Regions from separate parts of the Sus scrofa genome. Here region 2 is linked to region 1. Evidence: chromatin contacts called from public HiChIP or PLAC-seq data. All regions are on one chromosome and are shown on one strand. The core of a region is the stretch at or near the end of the contact, and the rest is flanking DNA. Distances in the headings are between cores, read along the strand shown. Region 1 holds the start of SMO (smoothened homolog). Region 2 holds the start of TSPAN33 (tetraspanin-33).

Region 1 (7,246 bases), core at 2,446-4,945:
TGAGTCTGAGAGTTGAGAAATTAACCTATCTCCCTCCTCCTGAAAGGAAGAACATTCTGGATGAAAGACAGCCCTGTAGGATCATCTCAGTTTACCCTCTCCTATATCTAGGATTAAGGTACTATATTACAGTGATGTGATTCGTTTGCTTGCTTCCCAAGAAATCTTGGACAAGGAATGCTAGCGCCTTCGTACCTGAAGAATTGCTAACATTTGTAGGCAGAGAGGTAAGGGGCTGCCTGAGCACATGCATAGGTTTCTGCCTAATGCATGGAATGCTGAGAACCCCCCATAGCCCTTCAAATCTGGCTCCTTCACAACTAGATAGAAAATTGGAGTTTTCTTGTGGCCCAACAGGTTAAGGGTCCAGCATGGTCCCTGCTGCGGCATGGGTTCAACCCCTGGCCCTGGAACATCTGCATCCCACAGGCAGAGCAAAACAACAAAAGCAAAAACCAAAACCAAACAAACAAAAACCACCAAAACCCAAAAAGCAAAGGATCACTGTGATATCAGGCGACCATCTCTGTGGCTCAGACTTTAGACGTAAGAGCCATTTCATTTACAGCACAGAAAAAATTACTGAGGCAGGTCATAATATTTTAAATTATTTTTCCATTGGGAATATTATACCCTGATGACATAGATTATCCAACTTCTTCCTTTAATCACCGGTGCCTTCCCCCAATTCCCTTGCCTCCAGCTTCTTGCCCTTCACAGCATCCTCACATTGACTGATTAATGTTCTCTTTAAAAATTTTTTTTTGTTGTTGTTGTTGTTGTTGTTGTTGTTGTTGCTATTTCTTGGGCCGCTCCCGCGGCACTCTTTTAAAATTAAAGGATAGTTGATTTACAATATTGTGCCAATTTCTGTTGTACAGCAAAGTGACTCAGTCATACATATACATATATATATATGTATGTTTCTTTTTTCTTTTTTTTTTTTTTTTTTGTCTTTTTAGGGCCACACCCGCAGCATATGGAGGTTCCCAGGCTAGGAGTCTAATCAGAGCTGTTGCTGCCAGCCTACACCACAACCACAGCAACGCCAGATCCTTAACCCACTGAGTGAGGCCAGGGATCAAACCCCCAACCTCATGGTTCCTAGTCGAATTCATTTCCACTGCACCACGACGGGAATTCGGAAAATAACATTTAAAAAAAAAGAAATGGGAGTTCCCATTGTGGTGCAGTGGAAATGAATCCAAAAGATTAATGCATGGATTCATTGTGGGTTAAGGATCTGGCATTGCCATGAGCTGTGTGGTGTAGATCACAGACGAGGCTTGGATCTGATGTGGCTGTGGCTGTGGCATAGGCCGGCAGCTGTAGCTCCGACTGGACCCCTAGCCTGGGAGTTTCCATATGCTGTGGAGCAAAAGAAAAAAAAAATTATTTTCCATCATGGTTTAGTCTAGGAGATTGGATATAGTTCCCTGTGCTATACATTAGGACCTTGTTTATTGATTAATGTTCTTAAACATATCAGTCTTCTGATCAGAAATCTGCACTGTTCCCTGTTGCCAAGAGAATGAAACCTTATTTCCTCTGTTTGTCATTTGAGGCTTCTTACCCATTAGTTTCTCTACTCATCTCCTACTAGGTCCTGGTTGCCAGGCCAGTCACACTCTGAGCTATAGTCAGTTTCCTCCACTTGTAATGTCAGCTGTGTTCCTCTCTACTTTTCTAACGTCTCCTACTCACACTTTGGGGCTAGATTCGCATTCTACCTCCTCCATTTCTACCCACACTGACCTTTCCCCACTATAAATTCCTATCGTACATTCACTGTACACCTCATTTGGGCAGTTAATTTATCAAGTGATGAATATGCATGTCTGACAGCACTGGATGCTGTGTGGATCCAGAGAATAGAATAAGGTCCTTGCCCTGGAGGAAGGAGATTTTGCTACTTTGTCATAATACATTCCTGTTTCTTGAGGGCAAGAATCTTACTGCCACAGTAAAAATCCAAATTCTCACATTCTTCAGGGATGCTATGCCTATCACAGTGCTACACACATCCCAGAATTTCAGAAAGACTTGCTAAATAGAATTAAATCCTCTCTCTCTGTGCTTTATGTACTGCTTGAGGATGGTAGCTGAAGGGCAACAGCTCATTTGCTCTAAAATGGCCAAGGAGTTCCTGCTGTGGCACAGTGGGATAAGAATCTGGCTGCAAGAGCTTGGGTAGCTGGGGAGGCCTGGGTTCCATCCAGCAGTGAATTAAAGGATCCAGAGTCGCCACAGCTGCAGGGCGGGCAGCTTGGATCAGTCCCTGGCCCAGGAACTTCCATAGGCTGCAGGTGCAGCCATAAAATTAAAATATTAATAAAATAAAATGGCCAAACCGAACAGAACTAGTCACTTGGGCTAGGCTGAAGGGATAGAGGAAAACCACCCTTGTGTGCTGCCCCATCAGCAACATGGAAAATTTGCTCAATGCAAGCTCACTCTCCTGGCTGGACCCCTGCTAATTAAAAGGTGTAAACTCCTACAAAGTGAAATCAGACTCGGTGACTGAAAGCAAAGGAGTGAGAAAAAGTAAAATAAGCAGGGTAGGGAAGGAAAGCAGCATAAATTTCCTCCGCCAGGCCAGCATATGAGCGTCATCAGAGAGGGACTGCCTTCTTTTGGACATAACCAAAGACACTCCAGGGCCAGCTGTGGGCAACCACAGTTCAGAGCATCACACACTTGTAGCAATAAAGACTTGATGCCCCACTTTTGGTTTCCTGACACCTGCTCTCACAGCAGCAGGGGCAGCTGTCCTGAGGGAATCTGAGGTCATCTCTCACACAGGTCCCGAGCTGGAAGGACTTGGACAAGCGGGAACCGCAAACCCTTGGTCTTCTCCATGGGGCCCAGGACAAGTTGAAAGGTCTAACCAAAAGCAGAAAAGATTGGCGGATTGGGGAGCAGGGCGGGACGTAGTAGAGGCTTCAGCTGACTTCAGACACCCCTCTGTCTCCACCACCGTAAACCAGAAGAGTCCACTCCCTGCAGACGACCAAGCTGAACCATCCTCAGGCCAGTCAAGGGGGCTGCTGAGCCTTTGACAGCTACTGGCCGTGATTTCCACCCATCTCTTGCCCCGGGGCGGCGGCGGGGTCACCAGAGCCCCCTGGCCCGGGCCTCTCGGGGCGCCCGGGACGCTGAAGCTCGAGCTCCTCCTCTCTCGCATCCCTCCCCTCCTCTTCCCTCCCTCGGCCAGTCCCTCCCCCAGCCGTGGCGGAGGGGGGGCCGGGCTTGGCTCGGCGAGGGCCGTGCATTCCAGAGAGCCGAGCGAGCTAGAGCAACAAAGGAGCCGGGTAGTTGGCGGGGAGAAGTCGGGGGGCTGCGGCGCGCTCTGGTGAAGGGGGCAGCTGGGCCGCGGGCTGGCGCGGGGGCGCAGCCGAGGACCGAGTCCCGCCTCTCCGGCCCGCGCCTGGCCTCCTTCGCGACGCCAGGAGGTGATTTTAACGGTGGGAGAAGGAATGGGGCTGGAGATTGGGGGCCCGGGGGGCTCCCGGGGCTGAAGATAACTGGGATTACCAGAGGAAGGGGTAGGAAGTTGCGCATCCCGGGCCGGGCCTCCGCCGCCCAACATGGGCCCCGGGTTCCAAAGTTTGCGAAGTTGGGCGCCGAGGGCCCGCAGCGCGCGGCGCGTCGAGGGGGGCCCGGCACCAGACTCGCGGGGCGCCCGGGTCGCCTGAGCTGGCCCCGCGGTCCCACGGGTTGCGCGTGTGGCCGGGGGGCTGCGGGGAGCGGGCGGGGGCGCCGGGGCTTCTGCTGAGTTGGCGGGTTTGGCCATGGCCGCTGCCCGCCTCGCACGGGGGCCGGAGCTCCTGCTCCTGGGGCTGCTGCTGCTGCTGGTGCTGCTGGGGGACCCGGGCTGGGGGGCGGCCTTGAGCGGGAACGCGACCTGGCCTGGGCCGCGGAGCGCGGGCGGGAGCGCGAGACGGAGCGCGGCGGTGACCGGCCCTCCGCCGCCGCTGAGCCACTGCGGCCGGGCCGCCCCCTGCGAGCCGCTGCGCTACAACGTGTGCCTGGGCTCGGCGCTGCCCTACGGGGCCACCTCCACGCTGCTGGCCGGGGACTCGGACTCCCAGGAGGAAGCGCACGGCAAGCTGGTGCTCTGGTCGGGTAAGTGCGCGGGAGCCGGAGCCCGAGGCTGAGGTGGTGGGATGCGGGGGTTCTTGGAAAGAATAGGCTCAGGCCTGAACTTTTGAGAGGGCGGGAGCCGCTCCCTGGAGAGGTGGAGGAACAGAGTCTGAAACTCTGGGAAGAGGCTGTGTACAGACTGGGACCCTCGGTGACGAGGAGGGAGGGCGAGGAAGTTGAGGAAGCGGGTCACAAAGGGCCTGGGCAGGGCGGGTTAGCAAAGGATGCGGGGGAATGAGGGGCCCGCGAGCGGGGAGCTCTGAGACACAGGAAAGGACGTTTTTTAAAAGAGCAGATGCTCCACCTAAGAGCCACTTGGGAAGCAGGGCCCTTGGGATTTCAAGGAGGTGTTTAGCCGTTGAAGAGACCGCTGGGAAATCGAAGTGGAGAGGGAAGAGCGAAAGATGGGGGTAGAAGATTTAGGCTTTGAGGGAGAGGGTGGGGAGAAGAATTGAGTGAAATTTGCGAAGGAGAAGAAACCTCTGGTGATGAGTAATTAAAAGATAACTGGAAAGTGTCAGAAATTTTATTTTGGGAGACAGGAAGTCCAGAGAACTGTCACCTTAACCTTGCTGTCACCAGAGAGTTCACAGTTTCCCCATCTGGAAAATGGGATCTTGGTTCCTTGTCTGAGTTGTGAGGGAATGAGACTCTCCGAACGATTATTCGTGGATTTTTTTGAAATTTGGATCTTCAGACTGGTCAGGGCTGCGGAAGGATACTTAGCTCTGGGATGTGGGAAGCGTGTGGATACTTCCATGGTGATCTGAAGTCCCAGAACCCTCACCTGGCCGGGCCTGAAAAACCAGACTGAACCCAAGCAGATCCTTCCTAGCAGTGTGGAGTGGGTTAGCCCCCCACCTGTCACTCTTCTGGGCTGGGGACCTGAGTAAGGCTTGGGAAGGGAACTGGCCTTGCCATCTCTTGCTCGTAGTGAGTATGATTGCAAAATTGTCCTTGAAGAAGGAAATAAAAGCAAAAGCCATGGCGTCCGGAAGACTCACTCCCTGGTGCCGAAGTGGGGGGCCCAAGTCCTTCTGATCGAGGCCCCCAAAAAAAAGAAAAAAAAAAAAAAAAGCAAAATCTGGTGAGAGACCTGACAACTTCCTTTTTTCGATAGGCCCTGGATGCCCCATATCTCAGTTCTGCTCCAAGGGCTAGTAAGGATCCTGATGGGGGAGGCTGCCTGTCATTGTCAGCTTGGCCACTAGAGTTCCCAGAGCCTTTGCCCGATATCGGACAAAGTTATGCCATTCTTGGCTTGTACAGATGCCAGAGGAAGAACTTAGGAGATGGCACTCATGGTGGAGCCACATCCGATGTTGGCATGAATTTCTAAAGTCAGCCTGTAGGGGAGTTCCCGTTGTGGCTCAGCGGAAACAAATCTGACTAGTATCCATGAGAGTGTAGGTTTGATCCCTGGCCTCACTCAGTGGGTTAAGGATCCGGCATTGCCGTGAGCTGTGGTGTAGGTTGCAGACGAGGCTTGGATTTGAACGTTGCTGTGGTGTAGGCCAGTGGCTACAGCTCCAGTTTGACCCCTAGCCTGGGAACCTCCATGTGCCGCCAGTGTGTCCCTAAAAAGACACACACACACACACACACACACACACACAAAGGCTGTAGGCAGAAACCATGTGTAATCAACAGTAGCTGTGAAAAAATCCACATATGACCACAACATAAGATCTATGTGATTTTTGCATACATTTACTCTTTTATGGTAATATATATAAATATGCAACATCTAGTAATATACAGTATATAAGAAGGGGCATACAGAAAATATCATTTTAGACTTTAAAGTTACATAAGTGCAGAAGAGCAGAAGAGTGAATAACAATAATAATAATATAAGATCCTTGCTTCAGCAGAACATATACTAAAATTGGAACGATACAGAAAAGATTAGCATGGCCCCTGCACAAGCATGACATGCAAATTCATGAAGTATTCCACATTTTTAGGACATGATGGAAGATAATACGAGAAAAAGAATGGTGTATGTATGCATGACCGGGTCACTTTGCTGTATGGAAGAAATTGACAGAATATTGTAAATCAATTATACTTTAATTTTAAAAATTAAAAAATAAATAAAAGAACACAGGCATTCCCATGTGGCTAATTGGGTTAAGCATCCAGTGTTGTTACTACGCTGACTCAGGTTGCTGCTATGGCACAGGTTCGATCCCTGGCCTTAGGACTTCTGCATGCTGGGGATGTGGCCAAAAAAGAAAAGAAAAGAGCAGAAAGAAAGGTATCAACAAGGTGCCTTTGAGTTTAGGAGCCAGCTATATGGAAAAATCTAAATGTCTCAGCACGAGGAGTTCCTGTTGTGGTGCATCGGAAATGAATCTGACTGGTAACTGTGAGGTTGCGGGTTCGATCCCTGGCCTCGCTCAGTGGATTAAGGAGCGTTGCTGTAAGCTGTGGTGTAGGTTGCAGACATGGCTCAGATTCTTCATTGCTGTGGCTGTGGTGTGGGCTGGCAGCTGTAGCTCTAATTTGACCCTTAGCCTGGCTACCTCCACGTGCCGAGGGTGTGGCCCTAAATAAAAAAAAAAAAAAAAAAAAGAAAGAAAGAAAGGAAGAAAGAAAAAAAGAAAAAAGTCTCAGCACTAGAATCTCACCTAGTTCTCAGTTGCTCACACTATGAGAGGCTATTCTTTCTCTCTCTGTCTCTCTCATTTATTTTCCAGTAGCCCACAGTTAAGTCCTTTCAAGTTAAATGTGTGTGTGATGCTGCCCTTCTGTAGTTACTGTCAAGTCAGGGAGGAGGAAGGGTATGAACCTCTTTCTAGCCCTGAGAGCAGCTGCTGAGCAGGCAGGAGTGGTTTTGGCAGGAAAGTTTAGGAGTTAGAACCATCCTCTAGGTGTGTAGGTTTGAACCTCACTAGCTGTGGCTCTGGTGGGGCAGGGGCCTGCAGGGGTGCCAGCACTGAGCCCCGGTCCTTAGTTCACTCTGAGCTCTCCTCAGCTGTCACCCTTCACCCCTCAGCCCATTCCCATTTGTGCTTGTGTTCTGGCTGTTCTCTTTCTGCATCTGGCCCTTGTGTTGGACTGTATATGAAGTAGGGCCAGAAGCAAGTGTTGATTTGAG
Region 2 (7,246 bases), core at 1,847-4,346, 36 kb before region 1:
TGGCGCATAGCAAAAAGTCTCTCCTCTTCACTTCTTAGTTCTCATCCCTCACCTCAAGTATGTAACCTCCCTTCTTAACAGGTTTTGTATCTTTCCACAGTTTATTTAGGTAGGTGTGAGCAAATACAAATGTTATTTCTTATTTTTGTCTCTCTCTTTTTAAAACAGTTATTTTTTTTTAAATGCACTACTCTTCAATCGCTTTTTTGTCTTAATAATTTATCTTGGAGATGTTCCACCTGGGAACCTGGAGAGCTTCCTCATTCCTTCTTCTATAGCTGCTTGGCTTTCTGCTGGATGGGTGCCATCCTTGACTTCCCCATGATGGGCATCGTGGTCCTCCCATTGGCTCCTGGTCCCATTCTACCCATTAACTCCCAAACCACCTTGTCCCAGCCATTAACCATCTCAACCCCTTTTTACTAGCTTGTTTTGCCTACAAACATATCAGGTCTCTTGTATGCTAAAGAGAATTTTCCCTTCATTCTAAGGTCCCTTAAGGCTCCCATAACCTTCTGACTTCTAGTTAAAGGGTCCGCAGTCCTCACCCTCAGTTTCCATTCCACCCTCCATCCCGTCCTTGATCCCTTGTGCCCTGCCTTCCTCTTCCTGTCTGCACTAAAACTGGTCTCTGGATGATCATCTGATGGAAACATTCAGCAGCTTGTCTTTTTCTCAGTCCTCACCCTCATCCCGCTAACATCTGAAAATGGGTGCCCACCCTTTGCTTACCCATTCACTCCTTAACCTCTTATAAAACGGCTTCTCCCCACCCCACCCACTTCATACTCAATTTCCAAGTGGTCACCTTAAGCTGTTAATGGCCAAACTCCCAGTAACCCGGCCTTGGCTCACTTCTTAGACTCCCCCAAACCCTGGCGCTGCTATCCCCCTTACCTCCCAGCATAGCCAAGCCTTAGAGTTTCTATCTTCCCAGATTCTATCTTCACTTCTATCTCTTCCCATCAGATCTGTCCATTTCTCCTAAATATCTTAATGTCTGATTATCTAGGCTATTAATAATGATCTTCTCTCTTCTTCTTCTTCTTCTTTTTTCTGGCTGCGCCCGTAGCATGCAAAATTTCCCAGCCAGGGATCGAACCCGCACAACGGCAGTGACAAACCAGGGAACTCCTGAACAGTGATCTTCCAACAAATCTTCCTCTCAGTCTCTTTCTCACTCTTACTGAAAAAAAAGCAGGTCTGACATTATTCCTTTCTTCCAAATTTAATTGGTTTCCAAATCAATTAGATGCTAACTCCCCAATCTGATATTCAAGTCCCTCCATGATTTTAAGTCAATTCAGCATAGACTGGCGTCAATCAGCATTACCTTCCACTGCCATACTGAGCATCACCTATGCTCAAGGCAAACCGGTCTGCTTATTTTTCAGTAAACACACAGTGTGCTTTTGCAGCTCCAGGCTCTGGTTCACCTTTGGTTCACCTGGATTACTTTTCTCCTTCGTCTCTGCTATTCTAAATATTATCCTCCTCCAATTTCACTGGCCATGCTATCTTCACCAACTCTCCACTAAATATGTTATAGTTATTTGTGCAATTACCATATTTCCTGACAGGATTCTAAATTCTGTTCAAACAAAATATTGCATTTGGTGAGCCCTTCTATATGCCAAACTATGCTAAGTGATTTGTGTGCATTATCTCATTTAATCCTCACGTCAATGTTATTAGGCCAGCACCTTCCCTAGGTAACATGAAAGAAAATAAGACTCAGGGAGATTAAGAAGTTGGCCCAAGTCATACAACTGATGAGGCTGAAATAATTGTTTTACTCTGTTCAGACTGTTATAAAGAAACTGCTATGAACTGAGTGGCTTATAAACAACAGAAATATATTTCTCACAGTTCTGGAGGCTAGAAAGTCCAAGATCTAGACACCCACAGATTCAATTTCTGGTGAGAGCCTACTTCCTGATTCCTAGGCAGCTGTCTTCTCGCTGTGTCCTAACCTGGCAGAGAGGGTTAGGGAGCGCTCTAGGGTCTCTTTTACAAAGGCACTAATCCCATTCATGAAAGCTCCATTTCTTGTGACCTAAGCAAAACCACCCCCCCACCCCCACCCCAGGCCCCATCTTTAATACCATAACCTTGGGAGGCAAGATTTCAACATCTGAGTTTGGGTTGGGGGTGGTGATACAAACAGTCTTCAGCATTCGTGTTTGTGTTACTTATGGTAGCCAGGCAGGGTCCACCACCTACATTTCACTCAACCTGTGCGTGCCAGATCACCGTGTTTAAAACCGGTGTAGACCAAGACACCAAGACTTAAATAGGGAGGTGAGGATTGAAACGGTGATGAATTAGGATGGTAGCATTGTTGGTGATGTTTCCAAATTTCCACCATTGGGTTATAGAGTTTTTGAAATAAGCATTTAAAATATGCAGTTACTGGAGTTCCCTTGTGGTGCAGCAGGTTAAGGATGCAGTGTTATCACTGCAGTGGCTCTGGTAGCTGCTGTGGTACGGGTTCAACTCCTGGCCTGGGAACTTCCACATGCCAGCTGGTGCGGCAAAACAAAACAAAACAAAACAAAAAAACCCCACATATACATAAATATATATACATAAATACGTATATATCTAGTTACTAAACAGGACTGCAGCTACTCTTAAATATTCTCAATTGCTATATGTAGGTTCGTTTTGTCTCTGATTTTATTGTCATCCCCCTCAACCCCGGATTCTTGTGTCCCACAGTTTTCAGCGCATTGCTCAACATATGGTCTACGTACTTGTTGATTTTAGTGTATGTGTGTTTGCATATGGTGCACAGCAACTGCGTAGAGGAGTGGGTGTGTGATGCAGCGTGCATTCCTTCTGATCCTTTTTCCCTTGAATAGCTGCAGCCTGGATGTTTTCTTCTTGAGGGTGGAGGCAGAATCACTGACCCTTTAACAAGTTGTCCCTCGCAGAACAGGTGTCTCCCCCGCCTTTCAGAAAAGAGGGATGGTTGGACACTAAGTGACACCAGAGGCTGGCCAATGAGAAGTCGGGTTTTGGCAGACCAACCAATGGGCGGCCTGGGGCGGGCCCGGTTTCCTGGGAGCCCGGCGGGCCGGGCTGGTCCTCTGGCCGCAGCGGAGTCTCAGCCGCTCACGCTGCCCGCGGTGGCTCCCGCGACTCCCGGCGGCTCCAGTGGCGGCGCCGTTCCTCAGCCCGCGCTTCTTCCGGACGCACGGCGCGGGCACCTCCCGCCGCGCCGCAGCTTCGCCGCCGCTCGGGCTCCAGCGGTGGCGCGGCTCATGCCTCCCGGCGCGGAGCGCTCAGGTGGGCCGGCCGCCGCGGGGAGATAGGCCCCCGGGGGCGGCGGCGGCTGGACCATGGCCCGGAGACCCCGGGCGCCGGCTGCCTACGGGGAGGACTTCTCCTTCGTCAGCCCGCTGGTGAAATACCTGCTCTTCTTCTTCAACATGCTCTTCTGGGTGAGTCTTGGGGGCTCGTGGGGGCATCTGGGCGGCAGGGCACCCCCTGGAGGGCTGAGTGGGCTGCCCGCGGCTGAGGAGGGTTGTCCCCGGATGCCGGGTTCGAGGCGAGCGTGGTGAGCCGCACTGCCTAGTTTTCCGGGAAGACCGCACTTTGGGGTAATTTATCCTAGGCAGGGACACCACAGTGACGCCTTGTGTGTAGGGGGTGTTGGGGTGGGGGGGGTCTGCAAGGGATTCAGTAAAGACTTATGGGTATTCCATGGGCAGCGGAGGAGGGTCTGTTTTAGGCCAAAAAAAAAAAAAAAAAAAAAAAAAGGTGGGTTTGAGCGGGAGGAGTGGGTTTTCTTGTTGGTCGAAGGCAGACCCACTGATACGTGTTAGCAGTCTTAGTAGTTAAAAATCCCATCGTTGGGGGATTTTTTGGCCTGGGAGGCCCTGATAGCAAAGAAAAGAGGAAGAGGGGGAAACCCAAACCTTCCTTCTCCCTTACCTCAGAGAGAAGGGGTTAAGGGGCTCTCATCTCTTCCTTTTGCAGGCCTCTACCCTCCCTTCCCCCCCGCAAAAGGCGGAAAAAGGACAGGAATGGCCTCCGGGTGTAGATGCCTTTCCCAGCACTGTCTCAAACTTTGCCTCACCTTGCTCGGGACCAGACTCTAGCCCCTGGAGTTTGACAGTCTTCAGATTCTTTAAATAGGACCCTGTGTTTGACTGGAAGGTCAGGGGTCCTTTCAGAATCTTCTGCTTAGGGCTGGAAAAGTGGAAAAAAATGTTGGACTGGGGCTGCCTGGATTTTCATCCCCACTCTGCCATTAATTGTTAACTTGACTAACCTGGGCCATACGCTCACCTCTGTAGGCCTTGGTCTCTCCTCCGTAAAATCAAACGCCACATGATCAAGGATGTCGGAAATACTCTGCTGGAGCTGTGAATGCAGCTGGACCAGATCTTGAAATGCTAGCTCAATCCTGTTTCATGTCTAGAGAATCCCTGAGGCCCTCCGGGTTTGAGAACATAGTGGGACCCACCATACACACCCCGACCCCCACCCCGACCTCCAGATTCCCTGATTTTCTTCCGGCACCAACTACATCAGAGCTGCGGCTCTCGGAGCCCATTACACTTGCCCACCTCTGCCTGAGACCTAAAGTTCAGACTTGCAGGAGGAAGGAGTCTAAAATATATTTCCTAGGAGAGGGTGCAGACTAGGCATCTAAGCAAGTTGCTGGAAAGGTTTCACGGGGGCCATGGTGTGAACACACACCAAGTACCTAAGTGCTAGCCTGTTGGGAAAAATGAGAGAAATCTCAAAGGGTGGTGATGACAGCTCATTCTCAGCCATTGTACTGGGAAGAATGAAGTTTGAACTCCTAACAAATTCTCAGTTTTAGAACTGGAAAAAACATTTTGGGAAGATGTCTTGTCCAGGACCCACATTTTATAAATGAGAAAGCCAAAGCGCAGAGATGTTGTTTCACGCTAGGTCCAACAGATGGTTAGTGGCTTGATCTGGTGGTTTTTCTACTGAGCCACAGTGCCTCTAGGGGGAAGTTCTTGGCCCAGACAGCTGCTACAATAGCTGGTGTTAGCAGTATTAGTAGTTAACTAGTCAACTAGTCCACGGTGTAGGCTCTATTTCAGCTGGAGGTCAGGGAAGAACTGAAGAAAATCTTGCCACCACTCTGCCAGGCTGGGGAATGTCCTAAGGGGAACCCCCACTTAGGGGCAGGTCCTGGAGAACCCTCCTACTTGCTCACTGTCTGTTCCAGGCCAATGACGTGCCATCCTCAGAGCCAGCACTAGCATCCCAGAGATCTCAGCTCTTCATGCTGACTCTCTCTGTCAGCTAAAACTTTGCATCTCCTTTGGAGGCTTTGGCGCTTCACCTTAATCTGTGGTCCCTGGTGATAACAGCTGGATGCATCTGTTACACTTGCATTCATGGTCATTTTCTTGGACTTCCCCACTCCATCCCACCAGCCTTTCACCGGATAAATGACTTTGGGACATCATAGCCAGGGAGAAAGTTTGGCTCCATAGACCCATTTATCTTGGTACGAATGCTTCCTTCAAGGTCAGAGGACCTGGCCAACCAAGCTGGCACCACCTCAAATTAGAGAAGAGCCCCTTCTTGGTCCTACTTTAGACTTATAAAAAGTCAGAGGCTCTAGAAATAGCACACCGAAGGACAAGAGGCCCAGTTTCTTTCTGGCACCAACTTAACTGTGTGACCCTAAGCCAATATATCTGTCTCTCTGTCCTTAATCTTTCTCCTCTAAAGGAGAATTTTTTCTGCCTCTGTGAACTATTTAAAGATGAATGCATCACTTTGGGGACAGTTTTCTTTCTTCAAGACCTGGGGCTGGATCTAAAGATGCATTTCTCTTGTGTCCCAGTATCCTTGGGACATTGACCTTCCCAGGGGACAGTACTTTTTCAGCATTACTGAATGTCACTTCTCTCCCAGGTCCAGAGCCACAGAGTCCATTCCACATAAGTCCAGCCAGAGATGAAGAGCTGTTTCCCCAAATCAGGGGTCATCTTTCTTCCCATCCCCTCTTTAGGGACTGGTTACTGTGGTTTCTTTTTTGCAGGCTTCCACCATCCTAATCAAACTCCCCCTTTCCAGAAGGCACCCGTGGTTGGGACTGTAGGCCCACTTCTTTTCTGAGCAGAGTGCATCTTCTGGCCAGCTGCCGGGGGACTGTGTATGGATGGTGTTTGTGTCTGGGCCTGGGTCACATCAGGAAGGTGGCCAACATCGTCTGGGCTCATACGCTATGGTGGCAGGGGGACAGTGGTGGCAGGGATGTCAGTGGCTATCCCTCTTCCTACTCTAGGGGCCCTGATCCTTGGGGCATCCGGAGTCTGACACAGAAAGCTTCTGGTTCCTTTGGGACAAGGACCAATTCTTCCTGTTCGTGTTTCAATTTTCACTTCCGTTTTTGCCCAGAAGTTCTGATTTTCTCCCCAGAATTATGCTACCGGGTTACTAGATCCCATGGCTTAGAGATTTGCCCCAAGATCACAAAAGTTGTATTTTAGTCTTTCAGTTAAGAAGTAGCTGACTTTCCTTATCTCTCTGTATTCTGTTCCCTGTGCAGAAGGAAGGCAGTGGACTGGTACATGCTTTATCAGTCTTGGGCATGCCAACCCCCCAGCACACACTCCCCCCCATCTAAATGTGCTAGGAGGCAGCGCCCATTTCTGCCCCTGTTTTTCCCCTCCTTTCCCCATAGACGAGATGGCTGCAATAAATGAATTATCACATTATTTTTATAAAAACCCCACCACCACCACCAAGAATGAAAACAAGAACCACACTCTTTGCTGTCAAGTCACATGTATGCCTTTTTAACTCCTCAGATAGCTCTGCATCTGTACCGAGTAGAAAAACATAAACTTCAAGCAGACTTTGAAAAGAATAAGGGAGAGTTCCTGTCGTGGCTCAGTGGTTAACAAATCTGAGGTTGCAGGTTCGATCCCTGGCCTCGCTCAGGGGGTTAAGGATCTGGCGTTGCTGTGAACTGTGGTATAGGTTACAGACGCGGCTCGGATCCTGTGTGGCTGTGGCTGTGGCAGACAGGCAGCCGTAACTCTGATTCGACCCCTATTCTGGAAACCTTCATATGCCGCGAGTACCGCCCTAAAAAGCAAAAAAAAAAAAAGAATAAGGAAAACATGTAGGTAGCATCTCTCAGAGTCTTGATAGCAGACTCTCTGTCAGGCTAGTAATCCCAGGGCCATGAATTTGAGTGTTTATACTACCATGAGCCCTTGTGTACTTCCCTTCCTCATTT

What was found. HiChIP or PLAC-seq counts read pairs in DNA pulled down with a chosen protein or histone mark.
Region 2: a contact with region 1 is called in an H3K27ac HiChIP or PLAC-seq map of skeletal muscle. The contact joins the promoter of TSPAN33 here to the promoter of SMO in region 1. A contact is called at or near these places in 3 of 47 Hi-C or Micro-C datasets (adipose tissue, embryonic fibroblasts and fetal liver) and 1 of 2 datasets of contacts at active chromatin or transcription factors (skeletal muscle).

The regions. Positions count from the first base shown.
Region 1 is chr18:19,475,245-19,482,490 of Sscrofa11.1, reverse strand. It overlaps SMO (smoothened homolog), which reads left to right and starts at 3,695. Exons shown (of 12, transcript XM_003134680.5): 1 at 3,695-4,125. The coding sequence starts at 3,792.
Region 2 is chr18:19,510,211-19,517,456 of Sscrofa11.1, reverse strand. It overlaps TSPAN33 (tetraspanin-33), which reads left to right and starts at 3,096. Exons shown (of 8, transcript XM_003134681.4): 1 at 3,096-3,446. The coding sequence starts at 3,345.